Linked DNA regions of Mus musculus: all the other regions are linked to region 3. The links are chromatin contacts, called in public HiChIP or PLAC-seq maps. All regions are on one chromosome and are shown on one strand. Each heading gives the region's core, a stretch centred on a gene start, on an enhancer-like site or on the middle of the called end of the contact. The rest is flanking DNA. Distances are from core to core; before and after follow the strand shown. Region 1 holds the start of Baz2a (bromodomain adjacent to zinc finger domain, 2A). Region 2 holds the start of Gli1 (GLI-Kruppel family member GLI1). Region 3 holds the start of Stat6 (signal transducer and activator of transcription 6). Region 4 holds the start of Pip4k2c (phosphatidylinositol-5-phosphate 4-kinase, type II, gamma). Region 5 holds the start of B4galnt1 (beta-1,4-N-acetyl-galactosaminyl transferase 1). Region 6 has its middle 17 kb from the start of Gm23996. Region 7 holds the start of Kif5a (kinesin family member 5A).

Region 1 (3,435 bases), core at 750-3,249, 450 kb before region 3:
CACACACACCCACCGCTGGCTCCGGAAGAGCCGGTTACTCCTGTGCCCCACTGTTCCCACCCCTTCCGAGCCCCAGGCCTAGTAACCTCGGCTACTTTTAGGCCCAAACCCTGCCCTGAGCCAGTAAAGAAAGAGGTAAGATAGAAGACCACCAGATATTAGAAGAGGAAAAACAGGGCATAATACGTTTTTTCATCTGGTACAGAAGGGCTCCTATCGCTTTATCCCACCTAGGCTGCGATCTTCCCTACTCTCTGAAGGATAAAGGTGGGCAGGGAATACGCCCCAAAGCTTTTTACTTTTTGCCGGGTGCCTTAACATACAACACTTGTGACCTGCCCCCCACCCCCATGCCAAATCTGAACGCAAAAAAGCGGACTTGATCCCATGTGTCCCCAAACATTTGTCAATCCCCATAACAATGTGGCTGGTTAGCCAACAAGCCTCCCTTCAAGAAGCTACTCCAAAGAGAAAGGGGCCAACGGTCATTTTATTAGCAACCTGTGAGAAGAGTGTCTGGGGAACAGACTGAACCTCCCACAAAACAAGCCAGAGGATGATGAGACGTGAAGTGGCGATAAACACCTGCCACCGCCTTCTCACCCTCCAAGTTCCTGCTGTACCTCCCTGTCTCTGGGTCAGCTGTCATTGTGCCAGCCACTCTGGAGCCAGATGGCTGGGGCTATGAGATGGTGGTATGCATCCTAGCTGTACCTTCCCTTTCCTCTTCAAGACACTCCAAGCATCCAACCTTAAGCACTACAGGACACACACACTGCGCCCTTCCCAGCACCTTTAGTTGTGACTCAGAGTAGTATAAGACAAACCCTGACACCCATTCTACTAATTCTGGAGGCAGGGGCACTAGAGAAGGAGCTCGGGGCTCAGCTGGATGGAAAGAGTATTTCCTATTGAAGGTAGGGTAATTATAAAGACCTCCCACTCCATGACTGAACCGATCTTGCCTTAGCCACAGCTCTTGGCCCTGTAGCAATTCCCATTGGTTCCTTTTCGGCACTCAGGTTCGGAGGAGACAATCTCACCGTATTTTGGTAAGGTTAGGTTCTCTCATAATATGCCAAAAAGATTGTAACCCCTCCCCTTCTCCAAGTGGGTCTGCGCCCCTCGGATTTAGTCTCCAAATTCCCCAACGGACAGCTGGGCATATGATAGGCATATAAGACAGTGACATCTCGGGGTTTTTGTTTGTTTTGTTTTCTGGAGTAACCTGAAATAGAGAAGGTTGGGCTTCCTTTGCCTTACCCAGCACCCCCAATCCCTTAGAGACTTAGCCCCAGTCTTGTTCTGCCGCAACAGCCGCTGAAGCGGAGTATCACAAGGTTCCCGCAGCGCCGCTGCCCCCGGCGCCCGGACTAGGGGGAGGGGCCAGCTCCAGCGGGGCCGAGCGCCCTTCCCACCGAGATCAGGGGGCGGTGCTCGGGTCCGACCCCAAACTCGGCAAGAAAAGCTTTAGGTGAGACTTAGCTGAACTTGAAGGGTGAGCGGAGCAGGGCGGACAGCGCCCGTAACGTGCGTCGTACCCCCCGCCCCCCGCACTACCAGGAGAGGGGTTGGGGTGGCGGTTATCTCCCCCCCCCTCCGGGGTTAGGATGGCGTGGGAAAGCGCTAGTTCCAGAGAAGAGGAGGCGAAACCCAGACCGCGGGAGAGCTTTCTGGCGAGGGAGGCGCGGGGGAGGGGAGATCCAGGGCCGGAATAGGAGGGGTTCCCGGGAGAGGATGGCGGAGAGGCGTGAGAAGCCTCCGGATCCCGGGCGCAGAGGACAGGGGAGGAACGGGCGAGGAGGCAGGGCGGGGGAGAGAGCAAGGGCAGCGGGCGCAGGGAAGGTCAGAGCTTGGATCCCAGGGGAGGAAGCGGCTGCGGGGACGCCCTGCCCTGGACCCCGGGCCTGGAGGCGGATGCCGGGCCTCACCTGAAGCAGGGCCGGGCCGGGCGGCGGCGGCGGCGCAGGTGGCCGAGCCGGGCGGCGGCGCCTCCTCCCCCAGCCCGAGGCCGGCGGCGGAGGGGGGGGGGGCGGCGCTTAAAGGGGCAGGAGCCACCCGGGTGAGGACGAGCGCTCAGGGACGGCTGTCGCGAAGGCTCCGCTGGGGGAGGGGACGGCGGGTGGCGTCTCCTAGGGGCCAGAACCAGGAAGGATCCCAGATGCAGGAAAAGACAGAAACTTCTGCGGCGTAGTTGGGGACAGCGGTGGGTCTGAACTGGAGTACTTGAAGAGCTCTTTTTGCCGGCACGGGGCGCCCAGCTAAGACTTATTCACAAAGGAGGCTGGAGAGACAGTGGGAGCCACAAAGATTCAAGGAGGCCTAGGAGAGCAGGAGAGGGAACTCAAGGCCGAGAGCATGTCGGGGTCACGCACAGCGCCCTGCTAGGTAAACAGGCTTCTCCCGGCCCTATCCGTACTACAGCTGTACAAATCTGGAATCAGGAAACCACAGAGGCAAAACGCTCTCTGTCCTGTCAATGGTGGAGGCCATCCGTAACAGGGTCGTGAGGCTGATGCAGGGCTAAGAATCGACTTTATTCATTGCTCGGTTTGGCCCCAGCCACCACCACCACCCTTGCAGCAACCTCTGGGGCAACAGGAAGCAGCTGCTCAGTGCAGCCCCGACCCGGTGGTGGGTTAAAGGGGGGAGGAAGAAACACCGAGAGAAACTAGGGGGAGGGGAAGCATCTCTTACAAGACCAAGACTGAACTAGTAATGAATACAGTAAAATACTACTTGAATCTCTGCACTTAAATTGGAGCGGGGGGTTCTAGGGTGAGGAAGGAAGCCCTAACCTAAGATACAACCCCAGGCTCTTCCTTAGAGCTGGAGCTTGCCAATGCTCAGCAGCTCACCAGCTAAGCCCCGTGTCCCCCCCACAGTCCGTTTCTCTTCCTTCACTCCCCCAAAAGAGCAAAGGTTAGGCCCCACCCCTGCTGAGTCAGCCAGAGAGGGAGCTGGGCATCCCTCAGGCCTTTCCCAGGGGCAGCTATCATACTTACCCATGTCAGGCTGGCAGGACTCAGGATTAGGACCCAGATTCTCACTGTCCTTGGGTCTTGCTTCAATTGAAGGCTACTGTTGGATCCTGTCCAACTATGGGCTGGGAACTCGCAAACCCCAAAAAAGCCAATGTATGCTTCCTGCGAACGACACAGCCTGAACTGCTGTAGGGTGATGTCCCTGTATGACAGACTGGGGTGGGAGGGAGGAGGGAAGGGCGGGGCTTTCATTGGGTGGAGAGAGGGAGGAGGCGAGGACAGGGCCGACCGGAGAAATATGGAGGAAGGTTAGAACTATATTAATACTTTAGGACTGTGGTTGAAGGGGACAGTAAAGGATGAAGGAAACAAAGAGTTACAGCTAGCGAGAGAGAAAGGTTCTCTACAAACCTTAGAGAACACGAACACCGGGATGGAAATGACCTTTAAA
Region 2 (3,610 bases), core at 567-3,066, 300 kb after region 3:
GAGGCTGAGGCCTGGACAGCTGTGAGCCTGAGCTCAGCCTGGGCTCCTGAGTAAACTCTGGGTCAGCCTGGACTACTGAGTAACAGTCTGTCATCAAAACACAAAAGCATTTCCCTTTCCGCAGAACTCAAAAGGCTCCAAAACTGTCAGTCTGTGTAAGACAAGTCACATGACACGTGTAGAACTCTTTCTCTGTGGTTACTGGTCTGGCCTGGCTGTGGGTACCTTGTAAATTTCATGGATGTAACTTGTCAGTTATATGGAGTGTTGTCCCTTATCTGTTTCTACTGTGACTCCTTGCACTTGTTAGGTCTCATATGTGTCCCTGTCTTCATCTTAATTTTTTTTTTTTTTTTTTTTGGAGACAGGGTTTCTCTGTGTAGCCCTGGCTGTCCTGGAACTCACTCTGTAGACCAGGCTGGCCTCGAACTCAGAAATCCGCCTGCCTCTGCCTCCCGAGTGCTGGGATTAAAGGTGTATGCCACCACTGCTTGGCCCATCTTAATTTAAAAACAAAAAACAAACAAACAAAAAACACTTACTTTGCAGAGCCAAGAAGGTGGTTTAAAAACAGCGCTATGGCCTGAGAGATCTGTTTAAGGGAAGACTCTCTCTCCCCACCCCGCCATGCTTTTGAGTCTTTCTCAGGTGGGAAACTGAAATAGAGGCCCTCTCTCTGTGTCCAGTCACCATGGTAACACAGATTCAAAGAGACAGGGTACTCCCCTATCACGAACTACCCAAGGGGCTCGCAATCTTCCCTGGCGTGCCCTTCTGTTTCTTTGAGCTCACGCAGCTCCCTGGGCATCCGATTGGGCTTTGGGGACAGGAACCTGTCAAATTTCCTTAAGTTCGCCAGTGCAATCATTTCCACTCCGAGGGGTGCCATGTGCTAGGACGACCAGCAGAGGGCGCGAAAAGCCTTAAAGAGAGAGGTGTGGAGGTGGCAACTGCGTCCAGAATTTGGAGATGGAGAACGGAGTTTCTCCAGAGAGGTACTCTACACAGAGCACCACTGTCCTCAGTGATCTGTGAATGCACATTCTGCACTTAGAACTCTAGCCCGTGTTCTTCCTTCATGTTCCATAGGTCGCACCCCCTCCCCTCCTCTACATCAGTCAACCCAACTTCTTTCTCCCAAACCCCAACTCTCCAAATGCTCCACGTTCCATCCAAAGAGTGAGGCTGGCCTACAGACCACGACATGGGGAAAGCTCAGTTACGACCAATGAAGCCGAAGACCGAGGCTTCTGGTTTAACTTTCTGGGTGAGCTTTCCCCCCTCCCTCTCCCGCCGCGCAATATTTTCCTCAATGTTTTCCTGGCTCTGGTTCAGAGCCTCTTCGTGGACAGCCGATCCAGGGATCCGCGCCGGGATTTACTGTCCACCAAGAGCAGCGTGTTCGGGCGGGGGGGGGGGTAGTAGGCAGTATAGGGTCCCTCAAGGGAGGGGGAGGATCCTGGGGGTCCTGGGGGTGCCATAAGCCCGGCACCCCCTCTCTAGCTTCTATCCACCCAGCTCATCTTCTAGAACGGTCCGAAGGAAGGATATACGAGGGAAGTGAGCGGGAAGAGCCGTAGCGTGCGGGTGGCAACAGCGAGAAAAAGTTTTTGCAAAGGGGAAAAAAAAAGTTTGCGCTTCTCGCGGGTGGTCCCGGCTCGAGGCCCGGCGGGCTGGGCCGGCGGGAGGGCTGGGGGCCAGGTTGGGAGGGTGGGGTGGCACTGAAGCTGCGCTGCAGTGGCCCTGTGACCCCCCTCCCCGCCACACACCTCCCCCCCCCCCCAGCCCAGTTTCCAGCCCTGGACCACGCATCCCGAGCACCGCGCCCCGACGGAGGTGAGAGGGGGGCAGGCGGGAGACCACCTGGGAGCGATGGGGGAGGGGCTGAGGAGATGCTCTGACGCCTAGGGACTCACCCTATCCCAGAAGGAGACCTGGGGCTCAGAGGCAATATGGGGTTGGGAGAGTTTGGGGAGAGCAATTAGGAAGTTTGGGTGTTTTCTTGTTTTGCTTTAATTTGTGCCTTCTTTTCTCTGCATCCCCTTCTTTTTTTCTGACAATCTGTGTCTGTCCCAGGTCTCTTTGTCCGCGCCTCTCCCACATACTAGAAATCTCTCCCTTTCTTGAGGTTGGGATGAAGAAGCAGTTGGGACGGCCAGCTGGAGGTCTGCGTGGTAGAGGGAACTCCAGGTGCGTCTCTGAGCGCCGTTGGAAGACGTCAGTGTTTCTAAGACGGGACCCACCGCAAAAGAAGGGAGCGCTCAGTGGGGTGGGAGTAGCGGTGTGCCAGGCAACAGAACCCCTGAGGGCCGGGCTGGGATTGGACTCCTGACCTGTGGCTGTGACAGATGTGCACATGGGGTTTAGGGGCAAAGGAGTGGGTTTGGACTCGGGAGGAGGCTGGGTGGGTTTCCTAACATGCGGTGTAGGCCGTAGAAAATCCCTAGGAATTCTGGACTTCTGAGTTCCCAAAGACTGTGGGCAGGGCCCCCGAGGAAGAGGAAGAGCTGGGGAGACCTTGTTTTGACCCTCTGACCTCAGGACCACCGGGGCAGCTGAAGCCAGGCGCCGGGAGACCCCTACTGGGGCAGAGCGGGACCACTGGCTACTGCCAGCTTGTGTATCCCTGTTGGCCCCCCGCCCAAGCGGGATCTGGGGACCGAGGCCCCTCCTCTGGCTCAGACCACCCTGCCTGCCCTTGCTCCCCGCTCTGAATCCTCTTTCAGGCCCCATGACCCTGAAACAATCAACCCAGGACAGTTAGCTTTGGGAACAGCATCAAGGAAAGGAAACTCCGTAGAGGCCGAGGGTTTGGGGCATCCGGAGAACCAGGGACTTTATGGTATAGGTCTTTCCTTCCAGTACGGGGAGAAAAGATGGGCAGTTTTCTTCTGGGAAGAAAGTTCGTGAACGCGGGTGATTTACCCTAGGGGGGCGGGGTTCAGAAGGACCCCCCTCCATTATCTCTCTGGGCATCCCCGCCGGACAGACGTCTCCGACTCACTCTTGACGTCACTAGGGGGTTCCCGGGGGTCTATAGGGGTTAACCCTTAGGAAGCCGGCGGAGATACCCAGGAATCCAAGGTGTCCTCTCCGCGCACACCTTATTTACACAGGCACTTCTTTCTCTTAGTTTCTGGTTTCTTTTTTCCCACTCCACTATAGGGACCCCACTTTCCAATAGTGCCTCCCCCCCCCCCCCGGGCGCTACTGCCTGCTTTCAGGATGCGCTGAGAGAGGGAAGAATGTTCCACCCTTCACCCCCCCCCTCGCTTTTCTGGGCTCCCCAGGCGGGCGGGGAAGCTGAGCCGTCTGCAGCCAGAGCCTGCGGCGGCGACTTGGGTGGGCCGAGAAGGCACGGGGGCGGGGAAGGCGGGACCGGGAAAAGGGGGTGGGGCCGACTCCAGGGAGTTGGGGAGAAGGGGTACGTACGTAGAGGACTCTAGAAAATAGACTGCGAAGATGATTCGGGTCTTTGGTAGGCTAATTCTCATGCTCCCATCCAGCCCAGAAAACCTTTACTGAAACTGGAAAAGTTAGTAGTATGAAGAGGGAGGCGTGAGTGTAGGCGGTGGCTCTCGGTGAAGGGGGCTGTCGCCCCGTTTTTATC
Region 3 (3,486 bases), core at 456-2,955:
GATGGCTCAGTGGTTGATGGGAGGGATGGCTCTCAGTTTATAATGACCTCTCAGAGAGGAGGAGGAGGAAGATGGGATGGAAACTCCCTGGGTCTCCCCAATTCCTCCTGCCTTTTGAGCCTCTTAACTCCCACAGGACTCCCATATAGAAGAGAAGGAGGCCACTTCACAGGACATTGCCTACCCTTAACCATCTTCCCGGTTGCTCTCCCACTCCCTGAGTTCTCACTCCCAAAGGCAGAGTCTTCAACTCTTGCATAGGGTCCTCCAACCAGACTTTGCTCTAAAACTGTCTACCCCGTTGGGTGGGGCATCCCGAAGAGTCACATTTGTCTTATTTTCAAATTTAAGAGAGGATTCTGTTCCCTTTTCCTCCCAGTCTCTGGAATGTTCGGATTCCAGACCTTTGGCCCTATCCTTACCCTACTGGGGACTGGGACCGCCAAGCCAGGAACAGCTCCAATTTCCTCTAAATCTCCCTGTAGAGTGACTCAAGTCTCATCCTTCCCCCACCCCAGACGCCATTAAGCCATATTTTTCTCCTGAGCTGCCGGTAACGTTGCAGGGTCTATAGGTCGGGCTAGGACAAGGACCGTCCTTTCTTGAGATCAGTCCCCTAGGGTGGGAAGGCGGAGCTACACTTCAAGAGGCGGGGCGAGCTTTCCCTTCCAGGCTCCCCCTCCCCGCCGTAGGGGAAGCCCGACAACCTAGAAGCTTCTTCGTAAGCTTGGTGGCCTAAATCTATCCCCTCCACTCCCGCATTCCGAGTCCGCTGGCCGTGTGACCCCAATATCAAAAGTCAAGGGCTTCCCTGAGTTGTCCAATGTGCGTGTATATATGACGGTGGCGGCGCTGGTGGGGGTGGGAAAGGGTGGGAGGAGGTGGAGCCAGGTCAGCATGAGGAGGGTTAACCCCCAGCCGGCTGCCCTCCACGGGGAAATCTCAGGGTTTACTGCGGCCAAAAAAGTGAGGGGGAAAGTCCCCCTCCTCTGGGGCACCATGAGATCTACATCTGGGTCTCTCTCACCCTCCAGCCACACCCTGAGTAGGAACCTTTAGCGGGCAGCAGCTAGGGGTTGGACAGGCTCGGGGACCCTGGAGCATCAACTTCTAGGGAAAGGCAGCCATGTCCCCCAACCCAGAGAACCTTTCTTCTCCTCTGCCCAGCGACTGTCCCAAGACCCAGGAGGCGCAGGGCTGAGGATTGGGGAAAGTGACGCGACACGTTGGGGACCGGAATGTGGAGGCCTGTACCCACCCGAGTCCTTCGAAAGTTGGAAACTGCCAAAACCCAGTGCCGTCAGCTAACCCCAGATGAAACTATTTTCAGGGGACCAACTGCCCCGCCCAGGGGGGAGGATCCGAGAGGCCCCGAAAATCCATCCCTCGTGGTTCGTCAAAGCCCCCCCATAACCTTCCCTACTCGCAGACGTCCCCTCACCTCAGCAGCCCCGCTGCTATCTTCTCCCTCTCTCAGAGGGCACTACCAAGCCCCATGGGTCTGTAGGTCTGTCCAGCGGGTCCTGGGCTGGCCCTAAAAACTCAATGTGTACAGACACACACACACATATGCACACAGGCACGCGCGCACACGCTCGAGCGCGCGCACACACACACAAACACACACACAGGCACGCACGCACTCGTCTCCGGGCCTTCTTCACTGTAAACCCTGGCTGCCCCGGCCTGCTGTTTCCGGCTTCTCTGTCTGCCCAGGTCCCTCCCTGGCGCTCTGACGACACAGAGAAGAGAAAGTGGGCTGGAGGAGGAAGAGGAAGAAAGTGGGGTGAACCTGTATGTACCCGGTGGGGAAGCACGTAGTGGGGAGGGCAAAGCTGGAGCTCCATTGAACCACACTGGAGGGAGGCTGACCTTTACTCTAATCCCCTTAGCACTGATCCATTCCCCACTCCTCGGAAAAGTCACCTAATATCTGGCAGAGGCATGCCACCCCGAACTGCCTAGCTACCACACAAACTTTCTCCGGGCCAGAGATTGGGACCTCGGGGAACTGTGCTATGGGACATCTGGGTTGTGTGCGTCCTCCAGTGGAGGACCCTGAAAAACAGCTGGGAGCCCGAGGCCCCTGCACAATTAGGCTCACCTCCTTCCAAGGCAGGAACGCCTTAGAAGTCCCGTGATACTGTAGGGAGGAAGTGGGGGAGGGGAACCCTTAGCTCAGAATTCTGGAAGTCTCCGGGAGTCCCTTGGAGGAAAAGGAATTCATTCGGGGATACCACGTCCCAAACCCTAGTGATAGCCACTGAGGGCTGCCAGGGTGCCAAGTTTGAATGTGAATATGCTGTGCAACCTTGGCAAAGTTCCTATCTGTTTCTGAGGTAAACACTGAGACACACCCCAAAACAAATATGTGCAATTTCCCTGGCCACAAGAAAACACACACACACACACACACACGCATACACACACACATACACACACGCACACGCGCGTGTCTGAGCTTTACACATGTAGCAGCAGGCTCTCACACATGACAGCCCTCAGAGCCTCTTAGAGTCACACACACACACACACACACACACACACGCCCCTTGTTCAGCCTCTGAATCACCATCATAACCAGAGGACTGTCCTGTAGTTTTTGTTGGGGAGGATAACAAAAGGCCAAACCTGAAAGTCGAGTGTATGGAGGGATAGTCTGAGGGTGGCTGTGTCAAGTTGGAATTTTGGCTTTCCATTGCCTTTCAGGGCTGGGCTGAAAGAGCAAAAGCCAGGCTTCTGGCGCCCCCTGGTGCCTGAGCTGATTCCTCCACTGCACATCCGTGGGCACTGTACACAGTGCAAACTTAGATCCACCCAGGTGCCAGAGCAAACTGTACATGTACATATAATATAATCATGGACTCTGAGCAAGACCTATTTGTGTTCAAGTCCTGCCAAAGATGCTAACTGCAGAATTGGCTGGTTCATTATCTGTAGGACGGAGCACGCAGAGTGGCTTAAGCTGTGGGGTTGTGAGAATAGAATATACTGATACATAAAGGCTCAGAGGAACTCTGGTCACCTAGTAAACAGCAAGCAGGAGGTACTTTTGTTGTTGTTGTTGTTGCTCAGCTACTTGGTTGGACTGTGGTTGTTGATGCTGTTGTTGAGACAAAGGGTCATGTAGCCCAGGATGGCCTTGAAATTGCCTAGTAACCAAGGACAAACTTTAACTTCACCTCCCAAGTACCAGGCTTAGAAATATGCAACAAACAGCAAGAGGGCTTGTGATGCTAAGAACTGAACCCAGGGCTTTTTGCATGTCAGGCAAGGATGCTACCAAATGAGTCACATCCCAACCCAACAATTAATATTTGATGGGTTGGGTTTTTTGTTCTTGTTTATTTATTTATTACATATGAGTACACTGTCACTGTCTTCAGACACTCGAGAAGAGAGAGTCAGATCTCATTACGGATGGTTGTGAGCCACCATGTGGTTGTTGGGATTTAAACTCAGGACCTTCGGAAGAGCAGTCAGTGC
Region 4 (3,320 bases), core at 560-3,059, 430 kb after region 3:
TGTCCTTTGAATCTCACACCCTCAGTGAATTTTCCAAATTGACCTTGAGCTGTTTTTATTTAGTCATGTGCTTCTTTATTTATTGTGGAACCTGGGAATGAGCCCAGGTCTTGCACATGCTAGCCAAACACTGTAGCACTGAGGGACACTTCCGGCCTCAAACCTTGTGCCTGTAGATGCCATTTCATCTTCACTGGGTTAGCTCACCATCAGTATACGGATTTTGGCAATGTTCGTCATCCACCGGAATGTCAGAATAAACATTCTAGCAGTGTAAAGCAAAGAGGGTCTCCTGTGCCCATGTCCCGTCTCTAGCCTTATGTCTTTATGTCTTCTGTCTTCCTTTTGGTCTTCATCTTTGTATACTGCTCTTTCCCTAGGAAGCCTTTCAACATCTTGCTCTGAATTTACCTTTTCATTTATTTATTTTGGTTTTCCCAGACAAGGTTTCTTTGTGTAACCCCGGCTGTCCTGGAACTTGCTCTGTAGACCAGATTGGTCTGGAACTTAGAGATCTGCTTCCCTCTGCCTCCTAGAGTGCTGGACTAAAGGCATGCACCACCACTGCCCGGCATGTCCTTATCTCTTAATACTGCAGCCTTCTCCTTGGCTAGTCTGCGTCTTTAGACTTTTAATTCCTCTAGGGTAGAATTTTTCCTTTGCTTCAACCAGAGGAGAATCAGCCCCAAAATGGTAGTGGCTTCCAATTATGTTCTCAGTAAATACCTGTTGACTAGATGAATTAATGAACGAATTAAAAAAAAAAATCAACTTGGGGCCATGACCTAAAATTTCATATTTCCAGAAGATGAAGACATGACTTAGCCGGGCAGTGGTGGCACATGCCTTTAATCCCAGCACTTGACAGGCAAAGGCAGGCAGATTTCTGAGTTCGAGGCCAGCCTGGTCTACAAAGTGAGTTCCAGGACAGCCAGGGCTATACAGAGAAACCCTGTCTCAAAACAAAACAAACAAACAAACAAACAAACACCCAAAAAACAAAGAGAGAGAGAGAGAGAGAGAGAGAGAGAGAGAGAAGAAGAAGAAGAAGAAGAAGGAGGAGGAGGAGGAGGAGGAGGAGGAGGAGGAGGAGGAGGAGGAGGAGGAGGAAGGGAGGGAGGGAGGGCTCAGTGGTTAAGAGCGCCGACTGCTCTTCCAAAGGTCCTGAGTTCAAATCCCAGCAACCGCATGGTGGCTCACAACCATCTGTAACGAAATCTGATGCCCTCTTCTGGAGTGTCTGAAGACAGCTACAGTGTACTTACATATAGTAAATAAATAAATAAATCTTTAAAAAAAAAAAAAAAAGAGCATTAGCTCTTCCAGAGGACCATACTTGACACCCAGCTCCCACAACTTCAGTTCGGAGGATCCGACGCCCTCCTCTGGCCTCCGGGGCACTGAACTTACATCGTGCCAGCCAAACACCTATATACATAGAACAATTAAATGTATATATTTAAATTTGTCATGTCTGCAACCCCAACTTCATGGAGTCTGCAACCCCAACTTCATGGAGGACCAATCCTCACTTCCGTAATACCCAAACTTTATACCGAGAATGAGGCAGGGGATAGCAAGTTTGAAGCCAGCCTGGACTAAGCAAGGAGACCGGTCTCAAACAGAACGTTCGCCTACGGACAGAGCTCATCCACTAGAAACTGGACAGAACCGGAAGCGACAGAAGCGCCGCCCTGCACAGCGCCAACCCCGCATCCTTGTGAGTGCAACCCGAGCCAGGTGACCGCCCGGCAGCCGAGGGGGTGGAGCCATCCCCGCCGGCCCCGCCCCGCCCCGCTCGCGCGCCTGAGGGCGGGCCTCCGGTCACATGACGGCTGCGCAGGTGAGCACCGCTTCCGGGTCGGGCTTCGGAGTCGCGGCTAGCTCCCGCTTCCACTCGCTCGGGTGCGCGGGAGACTATGGCGTCCTCCTCCGTCCCTCCCGCCACCGCACCCGCGGCAGCTGGAGGCCCCGGCCCGGGATTCGGCTTCGCCTCCAAAACCAAGAAGAAGCATTTCGTACAGCAGAAAGTGAAGGTGTTCCGGGCCGCGGACCCGCTGGTGGGCGTGTTCCTGTGGGGCGTCGCTCACTCGGTAAGAACCGGCGGGACCCCGGCTCCTGCCCCTTGGCCCGAGGATCATCCGGGTCCTCGCGCTGCCGCCTCTCCCCCGCCCGGCCTGGTTCCCAGCGCACCATTCCCCGGTGTCCCCCGGGGTGGCTTCTGGTGGAGACTCTTGTCTGTCCCCTTCCCCTTTACTCCTCCCCTAGAGTTCCATCTTCACCTGATATCCAGCTCTGTTCCTTGACTCCTTCCTGTCAGGTCCAGCCCCAGGCTACAGGGACTGGCCAGGATCCGGCTGCAGCCAGAGGGACATTAAGGGGAGTGGCTCTGAAGGGTTATTGGTGAGGTCTGGGTGCGACAGTGCGTGAAGCGTGTCTGGGTACTACTGCCTGGCCAGAGAAGTAGTTTGATTTCCTCTCCACCTTGCTTTTGAGCCCCAGCCCTTGACTTTCGAACCTTGGCTTTTTCTGGGAATGCCTCTAGGCTTTTTGGACCTTCTAACCCTGCATGCCCTTTCCAGAGATTCAGCGTTTCAGAGAAGTTACCCCACTCTACCCTAGGGATGCCCTCTCTGAGGTCGAAATGCTAATATATGTCTTTGGGCTTAGCTGTGTCCCCATTGTTGGCTGGAGTGATGGTGTTTGCTATAAATGGAGTCACCTGTAACCAGGGAAAGGTTGAGGAGCCGTGGTGGCAAGGACGTTATTGGTGGACTTTAGGTGCCAGAAGGGGCTCGGAACAGTGCAACTGAGACCGATGGGCCCAGTGCACCTCCTGTCCTGAGGATATCGTGGAGGAACCAAGGCTAGTGAGGCATGGCTGGTTTTCTCCTTACTTAGGTCGGGAGTAGGAAGCATGCAGTTATCTTGAGCTTGACAGGGACTATTTTGATTACCACTTCTTTGGGTTGTAGACATGATGTGTTGTGGAGGTGTGAGGGGGCGAGGAAGAGGCCACATTGTTATGTTCTGATTGGAACATCGCTGGCGGTCAGTTAGCTCCCTTCTGCCTTGGCTGCTCTCAGGGGTATTATCTTTAGCGAGGATTCCATTTAAGGCATTTGCTGTGGGTAAGACTAGTGGAGATAAGGCTGCCCTAGTACCTTCCAGGTGACTTACCCATCCCCGTGGAACATGTACATACAGGGGAGGGTTTTCCCGTAAGACCTACCTCACGCTCTTTAGGCAAAATACCATCAACACCTCGCTTTCCAGCCAGCACACATGAACCTCAAGATTTAGAACAGAGAAACTCCTTG
Region 5 (3,355 bases), core at 791-3,290, 480 kb after region 3:
CATATCTCTTTGTCAGAGATCTCCACCTGCTAGCCTGTAGCTCCGCCACCCTCACGACCTGACTTAACCCCTGAGACCTTCCTTCTTTACCTGGCACCAGGATGCTCCTGAGGGGCTGAACCTCCACACCCTGCAGGGGGTACTGTAAGGGGGAGTTGGCGGGAGCTATCAGCAGCTGGTCAGCCAGGGACCGGCTCCTGTAGTGTAGAGGTGATAAAGGAGTCAGTAGGAGAGGAGCTCTTTCTTCCAACGGGGTCACTACGACACCACTGGCCTCCCTGGGAAGAGCTGGATCCTCCTCTCTCACTGGTACCTTGCAAGGAAGGCCTGGTATTCCTGCTCCCTGGCGACAGAAACAGCCCTCAGCTCCTCAGCGTCAAAGGCTTTAGTGAGGTCAACCGCCCGAACCTGTCTCAGAAAGGGCAAGGGAAGGCTTCCTCCCTTGGATTCACAACTGCAGTTGTTCTGAGCCAGCAGCCTAAAGGGAGGAGAAGCGGCTTCAGAGTCCAGGTAGGTACCTAAGCTCCATTTATCTCACAAAACGCACAGCGCTGCACACTTTGATCCCTCAACTCTGCCCACAGGTGAGAGACAGCTTATCCCTTAAATCTGTGCGTTACAGAGGTGCGAACTAGGGCCAATTACTAGGATGTCTACGTAGCCGCCATCCAGGAACCCTTCTGGAATCTCAAGTCTAAATCAAGACAGCAGGCAGTCTCCGGGTGCTCTTTTGCCTGTACATCCTCCCACACTCCAGTGGCGGCGACAAGGTTGAGGAGGATAGATTTGCCGCGCCCCTGTCTCCCCCCCAGTTCAAGCTTCGGTAGCCCTCTCCACCTCCCTGATAACTGCACCCAACCAGTCAGCAGTAAGCAGCGTCCGAGTCTAGCACTGGAGGAAACAAAAGCTCCCCGGCCACCCCCTCCAGCATGTTCTGCGCTGTCGCCGCCGCCACGCCGCGGTCCGCACTCACCCCACCACTTGCTCCTTGATCCTGACCGGGATGTGTGCGTAGCGAGGCTCAGGGGCAAGGTCTAGCAGATCGAGTCTCGGGGGACCTTGTGGGGGCGACCACAATGCCAGAGGGTTCGGGAGACTTGGCGCGTTTCGGGTGCTGGAGTACAGGAGACCCAGCGAGGCGCAGGCGAGCAGCAAGACTAGCGCATAGAGGGCCCGGCGGTCTAGCCGCATCCTGATATGGGGGAGGGTGAGAGGTGACCAGGCTCTCAGAGAACGTGAGGGCCGGGACTCTGGACCCCGCCGCCTCCGAGGCTCGCGCAGGTACCCAAGGCCAGCCATCTCCGCTCCGCACGGCGCGCACCCCTTCCCTCATGCTCACGCCAAAGGTCTCCCGGCCTCCTTTCTTCCGCCTCTCTCTCGCCTCTGGGCTTCCGCATACACCCAAGGCTTGCCGTGGTGACATGCAGTATCTTGGGTGCGCAGCCCTCGGGGACCCCACCCCCACCCCACGGGCAGCAGCCGGGCCAGGGTGCTGCGGAGGGGCGGCTGTACTGCACCTGGCGGGTCAGGGAAGGCACGGTGTCGCGCCCGCGCTCGCGGGTGCCCGGCCTCGGTGACCCTCGGGTGGCCTCGTTGAGCCACGGGCACGATGCGCGAGGCCAGGAGGACGCCGCTCCTGCCCACACCTCGGCCGCCGGGCGTGCCAGCGCACTGACCTGTCTAACGTTCTAAGGCCGCGGCAGGATCGCGGTCCGGGCAGTGCCCGGTTCTCCGCCCCGGCCGGGGGGTCCTCATGAGGCCGGCGACGGCCTGATGCGGGAGCTGGGCGGGAGGGAGCCCGACAGTGTCGGGGATCCGACTCCTCCCGCCTGCGGACTCCGGGGCTTTGTAGACCGCAGCGCGGGGGTGGTTCTGAACGTTTCCTGCCGGGGTGAACTGGATCGTAAATCCGCCGCGCCCCAGCCCCAGCGACAAAGCGGGGAAGCCCTGGCACCGCGTCGCGCTCCCAGGCAGCCGAGGGCTCAGGCCTCCGCCCGGCTCTCACACCGCAGCGCAGCGCCGCTCCCGGGCTGGCTGCGGCACAGGCTCGGGCTCTGAGCGGGGATGGCGAGCTCCGCGGCGCCGTCTGGCGGACGCGGAGAAGATTGCTTAGGCGATGAGCCCTCCCGGGAAGGTCCCCCCTTTTCACATCCCTTCGTCCCCAAACCGCGGTGTCTAAGATGCCAGTTCCCGGTCCCCGCCATTTCCCCACTCGTTCACAGTGTAGCCCCAGGAAGGGCGATTGGGTTCAGTATGCGGTCTAACCTCATTTCAAGGAACACTTGGATGGGGAAGATGAAATAAATAAAACCAGCCAGCCCTGGAGGTGAACACTGCCTCACGAGCAACAAAGACAGCGGCCTCTCTCTGACCTCTTGGCTCCGAATTCCAGCCATCAACCGAGGCAAGCCGTTACTCAATGGCCGGCCTACTTCCCCTAACTGCTTCTTGGTACAGACTTGAAGAGGAACCGCAGAAAGTGGCCAGATGGACAGTGAAGTAGGCCATAGGTGGCTTGATTCCCGACACTGACCAGAAACAAAGTCCTGTGGTTCTCAGAAGGATCAAAATTGAATAGAAAAATAGGTAAAACATAATGAAAAATGTGTCTGGGGGTTGGGGCTGTAGATAAGCAATATTGAATGAACTGTGTGTGTGTGTTGGGGAGAAGAGGGAAAACCCACCCTTAAACCAGAAGTTTCAGATCAAATGCTAAAAGTAGAATTACAAAACCTTTAAAATAAATCAAGGGCTTTTTTTCCTTTACAGTCGGAAGAGATCCCCTAAGCAAGAGGCGAAGGGAAATATTAGTAAACCTGTCTATATAAAACACTTACTGGAGAGATGGCTCAGCAGTTAAGAGCACTGGCTGGTCTTCCAAAGGACCTGGGTTCAATTCCCAGCACCCACATGGCAGCTTACAACAATAATTCCAGTTCCCGGGCGTCTGGATACCCCTTCACAGACCCACATGTAGATAGAATATTATTGTAAATAGGAATAAATTTATTTACAAAACACTTGATAGACATCGGGTGTAGAATGCAAAGTTAGGTTTTTATTACTGTGCCCAAGAACTCCGTGAATCAAAATGATCTTTGTAACCGGTCAACTCCCTGCCCGAGGACAGATACGCCACGATTCTCTGGAAGCTGTTACCCGTATCAGATAGCAAGCCACATGCGTTCACTTTTCTAGGGGATCACAGGGAGTTGAGAGGTAGGTAGGAGGAAGTATGTCAGGATGTATGCTTGCTTCCATCTGACCAAGGCATAGCCTGTGAGTTAGCCCTTTATAATCACCTGGCCATTGTAGCTGGTGGCCATTTTCTAGGAACCCTGGAGTGGACTGGCCA
Region 6 (3,776 bases), core at 407-2,906, 330 kb before region 3:
TATGAGTGTTTTGTCTGCACATGTGTGCACATACCAAATAGCACCCATGGATCTCAGAAAAAGATGTCTGATCCCTGGAACTGGAGTGACAGACGGCTGTGAGGTGCCATGTAGGTGTTGGGCACTGAACTCTGCAAGAGCAGCAGGTGCCCTTAACTGCTGGGGTATCTCTCTAGTCCTGAGCAATGTATTTTTAAGATTTAAGAGAGAATCGTGGGGCTGGAGAGATGGCTCAGTGGTTAAGAGCACTGACTGCTCTTCCAGAGGTCTTGAGTTCAGTCTCCAGCAACCACAAGCCTCACAACCATCTATAAAGGGATCTGATGCCCTCTCCTGGCATGCAGGTGTACATGCAGACAGAGCATCATATACATAAAAAAATCGAGAGAGAGAGAGAGAGAGAGAGAGAGAGAGAGGGAAAGAGAGAGAGAGAGAGAGAGAGAGAGAGAGAGAGAAAACAAATGACTTTGTTGTGACTTTAAATGAATTACTGAACCCGTAAGATGAAACAGTTTAAATGGATTAGTAGCCAACAAATAATTTTCAATGAATTAATAGTTTAAACTTTTCTTTTAACCTATAGCCCAGTTTTTCGTGTGATGCTGTGAAGATTTCCAGATGTTTGATAGATGTGGACAGCAAGACAGCTGGGCTGCAATAAGAATGATGGTTAGGATACAATTTGTTTCTCTCTCTCTCTCTCTCTCTCTCTCTCTCTCTCTCTCTTGGGTCTGGGTCTCTTGTCAAGTAGCCTAAAGAGAAATAAATTAAAGATATCTGTGTCATAAGTTTGAACTACAGATCATGTGTTGCTATGAAAAGTCACAAAAAGGTTTTGCTTGTTCAAATCCCCAAAGGACGAAATTCCACTCTCTACAAACAGAAACAGCCCCAAGGCTAAAGCTCTTCCTTTCTTTAGTCATGCCTGGGGCCCAGGGTCACTGGAAATGGGAGGCCTGCAAGAAATAGCAAGTAATATTAATTCCATCTGAATTTGGAATTCAGTAACAGGAGGGATATGGGCAATCTGCAAGCCAGGCAGGTTGAGTTACAGAGAAGCCTACAATTTAGTGGTATCCCAGGCCTGTGGCCAACCAGGAGAAACAAAACCGCTTTGTTACCTCATGACAGTGATCACTAAAGACTCCTTAGGGATGGGCTGAACACAGAGGAGAGTTTTAAGCCTTAACACAAGCAAGCCCTTCCCCCTTTTCCACATCCTCCGTGTAATCAGGAGGGCACACAGTCCTGCATATTACCCAGGGCTTATTATTATTTTCTCAGTCGTTCCTTTCTCAAGAGGGCATGGGCTTGTCCCTACATCTTACACCTTGTTTTTTTTTTTTTAAAGCATGTTGGTCACATGATTTTGTAGGCCAGATTGGCTGTCAGTAATTTTCTGCTCTAAATTCCTAGTTTGGCCGTGTAGGGGTAGCTTTGTGGAGGTTAGGTTTCAGTGTGCATCGTGGGGAAGGAGGCTGGTAGCATTATTAGTGTCTTCCATTCAATCGTTACTAGGCCAATACTGGCTGGGTGTCCCTTTACAAAAACCGAAAGGTCAGAATTTATTTCTTACAGTAATCACATACTTGTGCATGTCGTGCCTTGTTCAGAAGATAAACATTAACTCTAACTGGAGAATTCAAATGTTCCCTGACCGAAGGTCTTTCTGATAGGGCCTATGGAATCAAAGTGTGGTGTAATTTCTTATCTTTCCCACACACACTTGCTGGGGATCCATTCCAGGTCCCAGGGCTTCATGTGAAACAAACTCTGCAGGAAACCTACACCCCCCCCCCAGCTACATTCTCAGCTCATGAGACTCCTAAATTCTTACTCCCCATTTCTGTTCCTGACTCCTCTAAGACTGACTCTCACTCCCTACCCTGCCTGCTTCAACTTTTTTTTTTTACATATAGTACATGCATGTGGTGTGTGTGTGAGTGAGAGAGGGAGGGAGAGAGAGAGAGAGAGAGAGAGAGAGAGAGAGAGAGAGACTATGCTGTCCAGAAGAGGGAATTGGAGCTACATAGAGTTGTGAATCACCAGAAATCCAGAAATGGGTGCTGGGATCTGAACTCAGATCCTCTGGAGGAGCAGCAAACGCTTTAAAAAAAAACATTTATTTATTACTATATGTAAGTACACTGTAGCTGTCTTCAAACACACCAGAGGAGCGTCAGATCTCATTACAGATGGTTGTGAGCCACCATGTGGGTGCTGGGATTTGAACTCAGGACCTCCTGAAGAGCAGTTGGCGCTCTTAACTGCTGAGCCATCTCTCCAGCCCCCTGCTTCAACTTTGAGTCTCTTCATTTTTCTTTCTTTTTTCTTTTTTCTCATTGTTGGATCTAATTTGTATTGTTCAGAGGGGCCATCCACGGGAGCCCGACTGATATACGAGGAGCCACATCCCTGAAGAAAACTGAAGCTTTCTCTCCTAATGCCAACAGCTGCAATAGTGCTTCAGTTACGGGGGCATGTAAGATTAAATAGGAGGGTATAGCCGATTCCTTTCTTTGAGACCAGCGCTAAGATGCAATTGAGGGATGGTGGAAACCATGTGCATTATTCTCAATGGGTCTTCCCCAGGAAACAGAGGAACCCAAGACTCATTTTGCAGTCTAAGCCTGAGATTCATTTCACACAGCGCCTTGTCCAAAGCCTATCAAATTGCTGCCTCCTAGAACCTATAATTCTTCCTTTTCTTTTGTTTAGCAAGATGTCCCATGGCTCCTTAATGTGTGGGCTCCATTCTGGTGACTTTGTTAGGCATCACCTTTTGTCTGGTGGCTTCAGAATAACTGGGATAAGAGAACTTCAAGGTCCAGCCTCTTATCTGAGAAGATCGGTTCAAAGGAGGAAGATTTATTCTGACTCATGGTTCTAGTTTGGGTCCATTGTCTTTAGATCTGAGGCAAGGCAGAGCATCATGGGAAACATTTGGTAGAATAAAGCTGCTCACTTGCCCTGGAGTGGTTGGGAAAGGGCACAGTGTGTGTTACCCTAGAAACCAGATCACCTGGTTTCTGTTGTAGATAGCCCTGGGGCTAATTATATTTGAAGTGATTCAATTCTCCTGTGAGTAGTTTCCAACTAGGAATGAGTCTGCACTCAGGTGATTTCCTGTAAAACCTGCTTCCCACCTTAATTTGTAAAATAAAGGAGATCTGATGATTGGGCAGATAAAATGGAAGGTGCAGCAGAAGGTGGGAATCGAGAAGAAGGAAAAAATGGAAGAGGGAGTGGACACAAAGGAGGAAGAAGAAAAGTGGAGCAGAAGCACATGGCCTGGAGAAACCTCAAGTTCTAAGGGGTCTCATAGATGGAGAAGATGGTAGTGTAGTGGTAGATCTGCCCAGTCTAGGTGCACAGCATGTAATCATATTAACTGTGTTGTGTTTTCATTGCTGGGGCATATTTGGGATGGAGATTTACCACAATAAAATGGTGTCCAGTGTATTAATTTGAATTCAATTAACCTGATATATGTTCAGAACTAGATAGGGAATATTAGTCACTGATTCCAAGTAGAGAGTGCAGTAATAATTGCCTGCTGTGAACAGGTATTAATTAATAGAAGTCTGTGGCTCCAGGTAGAGAGCATAACAGATAGATATTATAATAGATATTAATTAAATAAATGACCGTGGCGTGGCTCCTGGTAGAGAGCACAATAGATAGATGGTATAATAGGATGGCTGCTCTAGGCAGAGAGCTTAATTAAAAACTATCTGATTCCTATAGGCAGATATTAGAGGAAGTTTAAATTAATT
Region 7 (3,607 bases), core at 187-2,686, 380 kb after region 3:
CCAGGTCCCATCTCAAAAATTAAAATAACCGAAAATAGAGGATGAACTGTTGCAGCTGTATAAAAACCTTGTTGGGGGCATGTGTGGGCACACATACCCACTGAATTCTTGCCTCGATGGACTGTCATTTTGAAGTCACTAAGGATGCCACCTTCTTGTCTCTAGAGGCTGGACGTTGGTATATTTCCTGAGCTTGCAAGATGCTGCAACCTTCAGAAACAGTGCCAAACGACCGAGGGTAGCGTTCCTGAATTAGGAACTCGCCATTCTCATTCCTGGCTTCTGCCCAAGCCTCGGCCTCTGTCACCATGATCTCCAGGTCATGTATTGGGCTTCTTTCTGTTGGTTCCCTTAAGAGTCAAGGAGTGTGACTAGTGAAGGCCCAGCTCAGCTGGTATCTGGCCGGTTAGGGCTTGTTTGTCTAGGCCACTGCCCTCTCATCCTTCCCCCTTAGTAACTAACTGACCCTAGACACTGGCCAGTTTCTGAGCCAAGGCCTCCACCCCCTCCCTTCTGATTTCTCCCATCACCCCATCTTCCCCTTGGCTGGAACCTCAAGCCCTGCATCGGAGCTCTCTGTTGACAAGCAGAGGCTGTGACATTGAGCGAAATCAATTTGACCAGCTCGTGGTGTTCCTGTTTTGGGCTGCGGAGGAGACAGGACAAGAACTCTCTGGGCTTGGCTCTTTGTCCCCTTTCCTTTCCTTTCCTTTCCTTTCCTTTCCTTTCCTTTCCTTTCCTATCCTTTCCTCTCTCTTTCTTTCTTTCTTTCTTTCTTTCTTTCTTTCTTTCTTTCTTTCTTTCTTTCTTTTCTTCCGATGTGGAAACTGGGAGAAGAAAAGAATGGAGACTCTGTCCAAAGGTAACTAGGGCAGTAAACACACAGAGATACTGAGCCCGTCTGAGACCCAAATGTAACTCTTTGCCCTGGAAGCTCCTCACAGCAGGACCTCTGGCCCTTTGTTCCTTTCCTCAGGCTGCTATACTCCTGTTCTCTTGCAAAAGCTGCCCTGCCTACCCATATCCCACCCCAACCTTAGAGGCCTCGATGAGAACTCCATCTGTCCCTGAATGGCTGGAAGATAGCTTGTCTTTCCTTCTATTATTATATTATATTTACTTCTATTATATATTATATTATAGAGGAGTAGGCAAGACCTGCCTGTCTTTTCTCCATGCCATGGGATCTAGACTTCACTTCTGTAGCTTCCCACCCGTAAAGGCTCACTGGCTCATTGTACATCTGAGGGGCAGAAAGAGGCTGGGAGAAGGAGGATAAGTGTGATTTAAATATGAAAAGTGGGGTGTAATGGGTGTTTTTTGTTTTGTTTTGTTTTGTTTTTTGCGGGGGTGTGTGTTCTGGAATTAAGGGAATGGGAGGCCCGTAGGTGCTCTTTCCCAGGCAGGCGACAGGCCCACCTTAGTCCTCTTTTCCATTCCTGTAGGTGGAGTCTAAGGAGGAACAGACAGGTCGCGTGTAGCAAAGTGAGCTGTGTGGGGAAGGGGTGAGGACAAGGTTATTTGCGAGCCTCCAAATCAAGGAACCAGGTGAGCCTAAGCCAAACTCCACCTTTGGGTGGTCGCAGTTCGGAGGATCACCTCCTGCGAAGGAAACCCCGCCCCCGCGGCTCCGGCGCGCCCCGCCCAGGCCCGCAGCGCGGCTGCAGCGCGAGGGGCGGAGAGGCACAGCGCGGCGAGAGGACCAGACGCCCAGGTCGCCCGCATCCAGTGCCGCAGGACACCGAAAGCTCATCTTCCCCGAGGCGTTCCAGCTGCTCCCTTGGCCTCAGCGACAGATCACCTGTCCACTGCCTCGACCTCAGCCCAGCGTCCCCTTCCTCCGGAGTACACGCTACCCTTGCAGTCGGAGACGCTCCCAGCCCCTCGTCGTCGTCGACCACCATGGCGGAGACTAACAACGAATGCAGCATCAAGGTGCTTTGCCGATTTCGGCCCCTGAACCAGGCCGAGATTCTGCGGGGGGACAAGTTCATCCCCATTTTCCAAGGGGACGACAGCGTCATTATTGGGGTGAGTGCTACATCCGAAGGAAATTAGAGGAGGGGGCGGGATGCAAAAATCTTTTCACCCCCAAGACTTAGTCCCTCTGCCTGTCATCCTGCAGCAGCTCAGGGATGCTCAGCCTCCATCCTCTCCGCCGCAGCCCCTCCTCTCCCCTGCATCAGGATGGCTGGGTGTGGCCTGCCTAGGCCTGCAGCCAAGTCTCTGCAGAGTGGGAGGGGGCTCCTTTCCCGTCATCAGGAACCCCAACTTGTCTTTGCTACTCTCTTGCAATGTTCCCACCCCTTAGAGCCAGTTCCCTGCCTTTGTGATGTTTTCCCTCTCCCCTAGAGAAAGCGCGTTTTCCCTTTGTTATTGACTCTCATCTCTACCCTAACCTCCACGAAGGGAGGGGAAGGTTAGTGGATGGGCTTGATAGGAAATGAGAAGTCTAGGGCCTCTGTGGAGGAATGAATGGGAGTGGGTTCTAGGACGGGCCCTTCCATCATCGCCTTTAGTAGTTGCTGCCTGGACTTGGGGGGAGGGAGCAGAAATCTGGTGAAGGGTTTTCTGGGAAAGCTGTACACAGATGCCACACCCAATTGGAGAGTTAGCCTCTAGGATCCTAAGGGCCTGTGTGCCTTTCTATCCCGAGTGTAGTATCAAGATGATTTCAGATCCTAAGCCCTCCCAAGTCAAAGTGCCCAAATCCTGAGTTTGTACATACTTGCTTATTCATCTTAGTCTTGAAGATCCAATACAAGGTAGTATGAGTGCTACCTCGTCATGGCAGCCCTCTCCCAAGGAGATCGTCAGGCGAATTAATGCTTTCTGTGCACTTGGTGTTCTGTGCTTAGGACTGAAGTCTCAAGATTGCAGTAAGCAGTGTTCATACTTCCGTTTTGCAGACGAGGAGATTGAGGTTCAAGGAAGTTGAATGACTTTCTCAAGGTCATGCCGAGACTCCGTAGATCTGCTAGTCTACAGAACTGAACTTGAGTCTGTGACTCCAAAACCCACATGGTTTTCCTTTATGCCACCCCACCTCCCCAGATTTCCATTCCAGGCCATTGTGATGGTCTGAAGGGCCGCTCGGTCTTGCTCCTTCCACCTTTCTTAGGGTGTTAAGGACTTTCAGGGTAAGAGGATCTGAGGTCCAGTTCTGTAGGACTTTGGGGGTATTGAGCCAAGAAGTTGTTGTTAGTATCAGATGGGAGGAGCAGCTATGAAGGCAGTTGTCAAGGTCAGGATGATTCTTGAGTGCCTTGGTCCACAGTGCTTGGCATAAAGCAACCAGAGAGGGGACACCTGCACCTTCTGAGTTAGGCAATGTAATCGTGTCTAGGAGAAGCTCCAAGCTCCTACCTCTAGCCTGTCCTAGTTTCACAGAGTGAACTCGGTGGGTGGTTTTTGTAGTGTGTGTGTCTTTGCCACAAGAGAGTATCTCTGTTTTGCCCGAGGGTCTTTGCTGTTTGGTCAGTGTGGCCAGGTTAAAATACAGTCCCTATCAACCCCAGGGACCCCACCTCTCTCTGAGTAACCTGGCTGGCTGGCTTTAAGTGGAGAATTTGCAACTTGAGGCCCCTTCAAGTTATAAAGACTGAAA

The links. HiChIP or PLAC-seq counts read pairs in DNA pulled down with a chosen protein or histone mark.
Region 1: a FOXA1 HiChIP or PLAC-seq map of pancreatic cancer cells shows a contact between it and region 3. The contact joins the promoter of Baz2a here to the promoter of Stat6 in region 3. A contact is called at or near these places in 6 of 39 promoter capture datasets (the C10 cell line, cranial neural crest, hippocampal neurons and 3 more), 1 of 15 datasets of contacts at CTCF or cohesin (the NIH/3T3 cell line), 4 of 484 Hi-C or Micro-C datasets (B cells, embryonic stem cells, pre-pro-B cells and 1 more), 25 of 115 datasets of contacts at active chromatin or transcription factors (the 230-238 cell line, the NIH/3T3 cell line, the SCID.adh cell line and 17 more) and 4 of 9 other capture datasets (adipose tissue, embryonic stem cells, liver and 1 more).
Region 2: an H3K4me3 HiChIP or PLAC-seq map of embryonic stem cells shows a contact between it and region 3, with 5 times the contacts expected there. The contact joins the promoter of Gli1 here to the promoter of Stat6 in region 3. A contact is called at or near these places in 1 of 15 datasets of contacts at CTCF or cohesin (the NIH/3T3 cell line), 3 of 484 Hi-C or Micro-C datasets (CD8 T cells and embryonic stem cells), 3 of 115 datasets of contacts at active chromatin or transcription factors (bone marrow-derived macrophages, embryonic stem cells and hepatocytes) and 2 of 9 other capture datasets (adipose tissue and pancreatic islet).
Region 4: a contact with region 3 is called in an HNF4G HiChIP or PLAC-seq map of pancreatic cancer cells. The contact joins the promoter of Pip4k2c here to the promoter of Stat6 in region 3.
Region 5: a FOXA1 HiChIP or PLAC-seq map of pancreatic cancer cells shows a contact between it and region 3. The contact joins the promoter of B4galnt1 here to the promoter of Stat6 in region 3. A contact is called at or near these places in 3 of 39 promoter capture datasets (embryonic stem cells and liver), 1 of 484 Hi-C or Micro-C datasets (embryonic stem cells) and 3 of 115 datasets of contacts at active chromatin or transcription factors (embryonic stem cells, memory CD8 T cells and pancreatic cancer cells).
Region 6: an H3K4me3 HiChIP or PLAC-seq map of embryonic stem cells shows a contact between it and region 3, with 12 read pairs. The contact joins the enhancer-like site here to the promoter of Stat6 in region 3. A contact is called at or near these places in 6 of 39 promoter capture datasets (the SN4741 cell line, cranial neural crest, frontonasal cranial neural crest and 3 more), 10 of 115 datasets of contacts at active chromatin or transcription factors (the 230-238 cell line, the SCID.adh cell line, T-cell acute lymphoblastic leukemia and 6 more) and 1 of 9 other capture datasets (pancreatic islet).
Region 7: an HNF4G HiChIP or PLAC-seq map of pancreatic cancer cells shows a contact between it and region 3. The contact joins the promoter of Kif5a here to the promoter of Stat6 in region 3. A contact is called at or near these places in 3 of 39 promoter capture datasets (hippocampal neurons, liver and pre-B cells), 1 of 115 datasets of contacts at active chromatin or transcription factors (pancreatic cancer cells) and 2 of 9 other capture datasets (adipose tissue and pancreatic islet).

What each region holds. Positions count from the first base shown.
Region 1 is chr10:128,091,347-128,094,781 of GRCm38.p6, reverse strand. Baz2a (bromodomain adjacent to zinc finger domain, 2A) reads right to left here and starts at 1,999. Exons shown (of 30, transcript NM_054078.2): 1 at 1,932-1,999.
Region 2 is chr10:127,339,785-127,343,394 of GRCm38.p6, reverse strand. It overlaps Gli1 (GLI-Kruppel family member GLI1), which reads left to right and starts at 1,816. Exons shown (of 13, transcript NM_010296.2): 1 at 1,816-1,836; 2 at 2,077-2,190.
Region 3 is chr10:127,641,205-127,644,690 of GRCm38.p6, reverse strand. It overlaps Stat6 (signal transducer and activator of transcription 6), which reads right to left and starts at 1,705. Exons shown (of 22, transcript NM_009284.2): 1 at 1,442-1,705.
Region 4 is chr10:127,210,111-127,213,430 of GRCm38.p6, reverse strand. It overlaps Pip4k2c (phosphatidylinositol-5-phosphate 4-kinase, type II, gamma), which reads left to right and starts at 1,809. Exons shown (of 10, transcript NM_054097.3): 1 at 1,809-2,093. The coding sequence starts at 1,920.
Region 5 is chr10:127,163,841-127,167,195 of GRCm38.p6, reverse strand. B4galnt1 (beta-1,4-N-acetyl-galactosaminyl transferase 1) reads right to left here and starts at 2,040. Exons shown (of 11, transcript NM_008080.5): 1 at 1,677-2,040; 2 at 974-1,192; 3 at 314-478; 4 at 91-197. The coding sequence starts at 1,191.
Region 6 is chr10:127,967,916-127,971,691 of GRCm38.p6, reverse strand. No RefSeq gene overlaps it. Among named protein-coding and RNA genes, the nearest start is that of Gm23996, 17 kb to the right of the region's middle. Within about 2 kb of position 1,656, at least 33 of the 459 cell types and tissues checked have an H3K27ac peak or open chromatin away from gene starts, as enhancers often do. A contact at or near this core is called in liver and second pharyngeal arch cranial neural crest, where this site is marked.
Region 7 is chr10:127,261,192-127,264,798 of GRCm38.p6, reverse strand. Kif5a (kinesin family member 5A) reads left to right here and starts at 1,436. Exons shown (of 29, transcript NM_001039000.4): 1 at 1,436-2,031. The coding sequence starts at 1,903. It overlaps Gm40800 (a long non-coding RNA gene), which reads right to left and starts at 495. Exons shown (of 2, transcript XR_872171.2): 1 at 98-495.